2 separate regions of the Capra hircus genome follow, and region 1 is linked to region 2. Evidence: chromatin contacts called from public Hi-C data. All regions are on one chromosome and are shown on one strand. Each heading gives the region's core, a stretch centred on a gene start, on an enhancer-like site or on the middle of the called end of the contact. The rest is flanking DNA. Distances are from core to core; before and after follow the strand shown. Region 1 overlaps LOC108636785 (rho GTPase-activating protein 20-like). Region 2 holds the start of TAGAP (T-cell activation Rho GTPase-activating protein).

Region 1 (3,013 bases), core at 403-2,902, 58 kb after region 2:
GCCCGGCAGGCTTCTCTGTCCATGGAATTCTCCAGGCAAGAATACTGGAGTGGGTAGCCATTCCCTTCTTCAGGGGATCTTTCCCAGCCAGGGACATCGAACTGATGTCTCTTGCATTGTAGGTGGATTCTCTACCATCTGAGCCACTGGCGAAGCCCCTATATAGAGAGCCCCTGGAAGCTCAAGGGTAGAGAAATTGGGACTCAAACCACAGGACCCGGGAACTAGAACTCCCGTCTGTGTTTATTAACTGACACATACCACTTTATATATGGAGAAGGAAATGGCAACCCACTCCAGTACTCTTGCCTGGAAAATCCCATGAAAGGAGGAGCCTAGTAAGCTACAGTCCATGGGGCTGCAAAGAGTTGGACACGATTGAGCGACTTCACTTTCTTTCACTTTCACCCCTTTATATAAAACAAATAACAAGGATTTACTGTATAACATAGGGTACTATATTCAGTATCTTGTAATAACCTATAATGGAAAAGAATCTGAAACTGTATATCTGAAACTAGCACAACACTGTAAATCAACTATGGTTAAATAAATTTTAAAAAACCCACATCGTTTAAAAATAGATAAATAAACATCTTTTGGTTGCTTCTGAGTTTGTTTGGAAATGCCTCATTATTTTCACATGTTGGAGGGACAAAAGCTCACTAGTACAGAGGACAACTTTGGCTACACCCAGCAGAGCTTGCCTCACTGCCTGACCCAGAGGCTGCACCCTCAAATGCCTGAGGGGCCAGGTGGGAAAAGTGAATGGTCGTGGTGTGTAATAGGGAGTAGTGGGGTCTGTGGAAAAATGGCAAAAGTCTTGCTGTGTCCAAAGGGGTGGTCCACCAGCACCATACAGGAATGTGGGCCCAGTGTCCCTGCCAGCTATTTAAAAAGCCAGAAAGCCAACATCTTATTAAATGTCAAGTGATTCTAAGCATTTATTTAAACACAGGAGGGCAATGCTCTGACTGCTGGCCTCATTTCAGCCTTAGTCACCTGCAGCTTTAGAGCACATAAAAGCATGAATACATAGCCTCTGATGATTTGAGAAAAATATTTGAATATTTAAAATCTGATGTTACAAGCTATATTGAGAGTAACAGATCTAAACCTGTCAGATAATTATTCATTTCAGCTTTAAAAACTATGGACACATAGATAAGCCATGACCAGCAAGAGGAAGTAGGTAAGGTTTCTTTTTTTAGAATGCTGCCCCCGCCAAGCGCTTTTCCACATTTTGATCTTGGTCTAAACACTGTTTTTTTCTTTCCCCTCACATTTCACTGCTCTTCCCCTTAACCATCCCTGCCCTCTTCTCTGCATTTCTTTGACATCCCAGAGGACTGTACAGCCACAGAGGCGTTAGTTTTCCTATATACAGAGACCTACTCTGAGTGACATCATGAAAAAAAAAAGCACCTTGTGTTAACCATATTTCACAACAAAGGCGCCTCAGCACTCTCCCCTGAGGGGAAATTTTTTAAACGTGCTGAAATAGGAAACCAGTGATGTAGCAAATACATGGTGGATGGAAATAACGAGGCCCTTTGCCTCTCCACGTAATGATGAATTTCCAGCCAAGTGGGGCCGGATGGCGGCTTCTCACAGTGAAAGTGCTGGCTGCCTGCGTTTTTGAGACCTGAGCCGCTGCCCTAGACCCTGACCTGGGGACTTATATAGTATATTGAGGGCCCCCGCTGGACTCAGAGTCAGCTCCCGGCCTGAGCAAGCTTGTGAGCATGCTTCAAGTCAGTCCAGTTGTATCTGACTCTTTGTGACCCCATGGACTGCAGCATGCCAGGCCTCCCTGTCCATCACCAACTCCCAGAGCTTGCCCAAACTCATGTCCATCGAGTCAGTGATGCCATCCAACCATCTCATCCTCTGTCGTCGCCTTCTCCTCCCGCCTTTAATCCTTCCCAGCATCAGGGTCTTTTCCAACGAGTCAGTTCTTTGCATCAGGTGGCCAAAGTATTGGAGTTTCAGCGTCAGCATCAGTCCTTCCAATGAATATTCAGGACTGATTTCCTTTAGGACTGACTGCTTTGATCTCCTTGCAGTCTAAGGGACACTCAAAAGTCTGCTCCAGCATCACTTTGCTTCAAGTAAGGGAAGAAAGAAGTTTCTCGTGGACGCAGAGTGAGTGTGCTCAAAGGGACACTCACTGGAAGGGCCAGGTACCAGTACCAGTACTCTAGTCCAACTCTCTGACCTGAACTCCATCTCTCTCTAGATCTGACATAAGGAGTGGAGAACGATGAAGCATTTAGGGGTTCTCCGAGTAACTGGTGGTTTTTCAACAGGAACAAAGTGCTTTTAAACCGATTTCAGCAGTAGAAAGCCTGAGCTTGAGGTCATGCGTGGCAGGGGGCTGGGGTTTAGAGGCAGCCGAGATGTGGGCCTTCTACTCCCCAGGGCCCTGGGGTGGCCTGCTTTAGGAGCCGCCCTGAGTAAAGACACAGACACACCTCTCTCTCTCTAGGCACTCTGTTTCAGGGTGTTTTCCCCTGAAGTCTGGGCGTAAGGCTTGTCCTGCATAACTCAATAGTTTCTCCGGGTTTCCTTGTCTCAGACCTGAATTCCCCTGACTCTCTGAACCCCTCCATCCTCCACATAACTCTCTGGGGATTTTTTTTAAGTGTATGAGCTTGATCTAGTCCCAGACTTAAAATCTCACAGAGCTGCCACTGCCTTTGAGAGTCTCAGGGCTTTGTGGTCTGAGCCTCTTTTCCTCCTGTGATGTTATCATTGTGTGAAAGTGTGAAAGTCGCTCAGTCATGTCCGACTCTTTGCAACCCCTTTGGAACTCTCCAGGCCATAATAATGGAGAGGGTAGCCTTTCCCTTCTCCAGGGGATCTTCCCAACCCAGGGATCAAACCAAGGTCTCCCACATTGCAGGCAGATTCTTTACCAGCTGAGCGGCCAGGGAAGCCCTTGTGTTATCATTAAATATCACTGTGTTATCATTAGTTCTCTAATATTTTCTCTAAAATTCATACATGGCTT
Region 2 (2,933 bases), core at 284-2,783:
CCCACGAAGACCCCTCTGGATGGGGAGACTTTGACTTGGGGAGGATCTTTTCCTCAGAGCACTTGCTGTCTAGTGAGCTGGAGCCTTCCTGCCATGCAAGGGTTAATGTTCTGTGGTCTTTAAGAGAACACTTCGAAAAAAAAATTCCTAGTAAAGCACTGTGGTTTGGCAAACCAAGAACACTGGTTGTTAGCATTTACATAAAAGATCAGTGTGTTTTCAAAACTCACCAATTAGCTGGCAAATATTATCTTCACTCTCACATGATACCAACAGAGGATGTTCCTTGATATTACCCTAAAAATATATTTAATTAAAATTAATGATTGAAGAAATCTGCCTAGTCTTTCCCCACAAAATATATTCACCATTTTATTCATATCAACAGTTAGTAGTCCATTAATTTTTTTCAGAATCAATATTAATATCTTGCTTATCATGATGCAAGATCTCAATTAATATTAGTGTTTACTACAACTTATCATGTTGATTTCTATTCTGATAACTAAACAACATGCATGATATTCAATTAAAACAAAGTTTTCTATCTCACGGTGCAGATAAAAAGTTTGAAAAACAGCTTTCTTACCTCTGATTGACATTCAATTAATGTCTCCATATCACAGGCATTTAGTGTTTTTGACTACAAGAGAAAAGAAGTCAAATTAGGTAAACATCTTTGACCCTCGCCGTGAGAAAGTCCGAGGCAGCAATGTAAGAGGGGCACATACGGCATGACAGCTGCTTGTCAGCTTCATTGGAGTTCGGGCTGACGGTCCGGTGATGAATTTTGCTCCTGGGTGGCCTTGGCTTTGTCTACGAAAAATCATTCGGGAAAGAGTGAGGAGGAAATACGGAACGCAATGGCCAGTTTCAGCCCCACTCTGCCAAAACACAAAGTCTGAAACTACTAGTTAGAGAAGTGTTCATTTAAAGTCAGTTATGTGTTACCAGATGTCTTACGCTATTAAACACAGCATCTGAACACACTACTTTCTAAAAGCTTTAAACCTGACATCTTCATCACGCCAAACTTTGCTTCTCATTTATTAAGTTCCCATCAGGAGATAATCTGAGTAACAGCTAGCATGACAACTAACATTTTGGGAGGAGAGTTCACTATGTGCCAGGGCACTGTGTTAAGGGCTCTGCACAGATTGTCTCATGTAACCTGAAAAGGGAAAACAATGGATCCCCAGGACGCTGCTTATGGCAGACATAAAACAAAGATAACGTACAGAATTCCTAGAGCCCCCGAAGTGCTGGCTTCCCATGAAAGCAAAGCTGTCTGAGTTTACTCTTCATAACACTACGTGTCGCATATTGTACGGTGAAACCCATTTTTGTTGGATACGATCTCAAAGCCCAGTGACCCCGCCAGGCAGCTGTGTGTCAGGCCGATTTATGGTACTTACCCTCGGAGGGCCTCCAGCCAGACTTCTTTTACCTCCCGTGAACTGTGGAAAATTGGAAAAATAACATGACACTCTGCTCCTACTAATCCAGTGTGAGCGAGGAGACTGAATGGCTCTAACTTCACGTGTTCTGCGTTATAAGGGAGAAGGGGCGGGCAGGTGGAAATGTTACTGAGACCGGAAAGAGCATCATGGGCTGTGGCCTGGGCCAGACACTGCAGAGCTCTCACTTCCTCATTTCTTTTAGGGCAGCTCTGGTTCTTTTTTTTTCTTCTTCAACTTCAAAGTCCAACATCTGTAAACCACTGAGAGTGGAAAAGATGACATACGGCCATAGGTGAAGGCTCTGATTCATCTCACAGGTGGGATGTGTGAATAAGAAATTGTGTTATTCTGTACGTAAACATCGTCATATTCTCTAAAGTGATCATTTCAGGTGCCCTTTATTTTGGTATCCTGTTTGGGTGCAGTCTCCCCACCCATCCACGGTCTTCTCTGTTCATCAGTACATTGATAAGCACCCTCTAGCTGTGGGATGTGGTCCCTCCAAGAAAGTCAAGACATGCTGCCTCTTTTGAAACGCAGTCATCATCCAAAGCCAGGTCAGTTTCCTTTGGGATTATGACGAGTCCACCAGAGCAGGCTGTCTACATGTTAACCTCTTCCTTAACTCAGTACTTAAGTCATAGTCAGATCAGCTCTAATTCTGACGTGGGAGGAAAATGATCTCCTTTGATTGGACATTGAAAGTAGAAAGGAGATGGTGAATTTCATTTGTGGATCCGACCTTCTGGATGAAAGAGAATCTCTGGTCTTTCCTACGGCTTAGGCTATATATGAAGTGACTCAAATACCCTGGCAACAGAATGGATACATACAGTGTGACGCATTTTCACACAGTGGAGCCCTACAGAGTCCTGAGAATGAATAGTCGACAACTACGCTCAATGACATGACTGGGTTTCAGAAAATAATGTTGAGTGAAAGAGGCCAGACGCAAAAGAGTGTGCCTTGCACGCAGAGCCCCAGAATAGCAAAAGTAATCTGTGTTATTAGAAGCCAGCATGGCATTTCTGTAGGGCTGGGTAGTGACTCTGAGCGGGTCAGAGAGGGTCCATCTCTTGACTCCAAGGAGGGTCCCACCTCTTGATCTGGTTGTTGTGGTTGTTCAGTTGCTAAGTCATGTCTGACTCTTTGCAACTCTATGGACTGTAGCCCGCCAGGCTCCTCTGACCTGGAAATTCTGGCAAGAAGAGTGGAATGGGTTGCCATGCCCTCCTCTAAGAGATCTTCCTGATTGAGGGATTGAACCCGTGTCTCTTACGTCTCCTGCATTGTCAGGAAGGTTCTTTACCACTAGCACCACCTGCTGCTGCTGCTAAATCGATTCAGTCGTGTCCGACTCTTAGGGATCCCATGGACTGTAGCCCCCCAGGCTCCTCTGTTCATGGAATTTCCCAGGCAAGAATACTGGAGTGGGTTGCCATTTCCTTCTCCAGGTTCTTCCCAACTTAAGGA

What was found. Hi-C and Micro-C count contacts between places; a contact is called where the count stands out from the background.
Region 1: a contact with region 2 is called in a Hi-C map of blood, with 2.6 times the contacts expected there. The contact joins the enhancer-like site here to the promoter of TAGAP in region 2. A contact is called at or near these places in 2 of 5 Hi-C or Micro-C datasets (both in blood).

Annotation. Positions count from the first base shown.
Region 1 is chr9:82,727,094-82,730,106 of ARS1.2, forward strand. All of the region lies in intron 2 of LOC108636785 (rho GTPase-activating protein 20-like), which reads right to left. Among named protein-coding and RNA genes, the nearest start is that of FNDC1, 47 kb to the right of the region's middle. Within about 2 kb of position 1,653, at least 2 of the 5 cell types and tissues checked have an H3K27ac peak or open chromatin away from gene starts, as enhancers often do.
Region 2 is chr9:82,668,999-82,671,931 of ARS1.2, forward strand. TAGAP (T-cell activation Rho GTPase-activating protein) reads right to left here and starts at 1,534. Exons shown (of 10, transcript XM_018053423.1): 1 at 1,416-1,534; 2 at 732-816; 3 at 590-643; 4 at 231-297. The coding sequence starts at 758.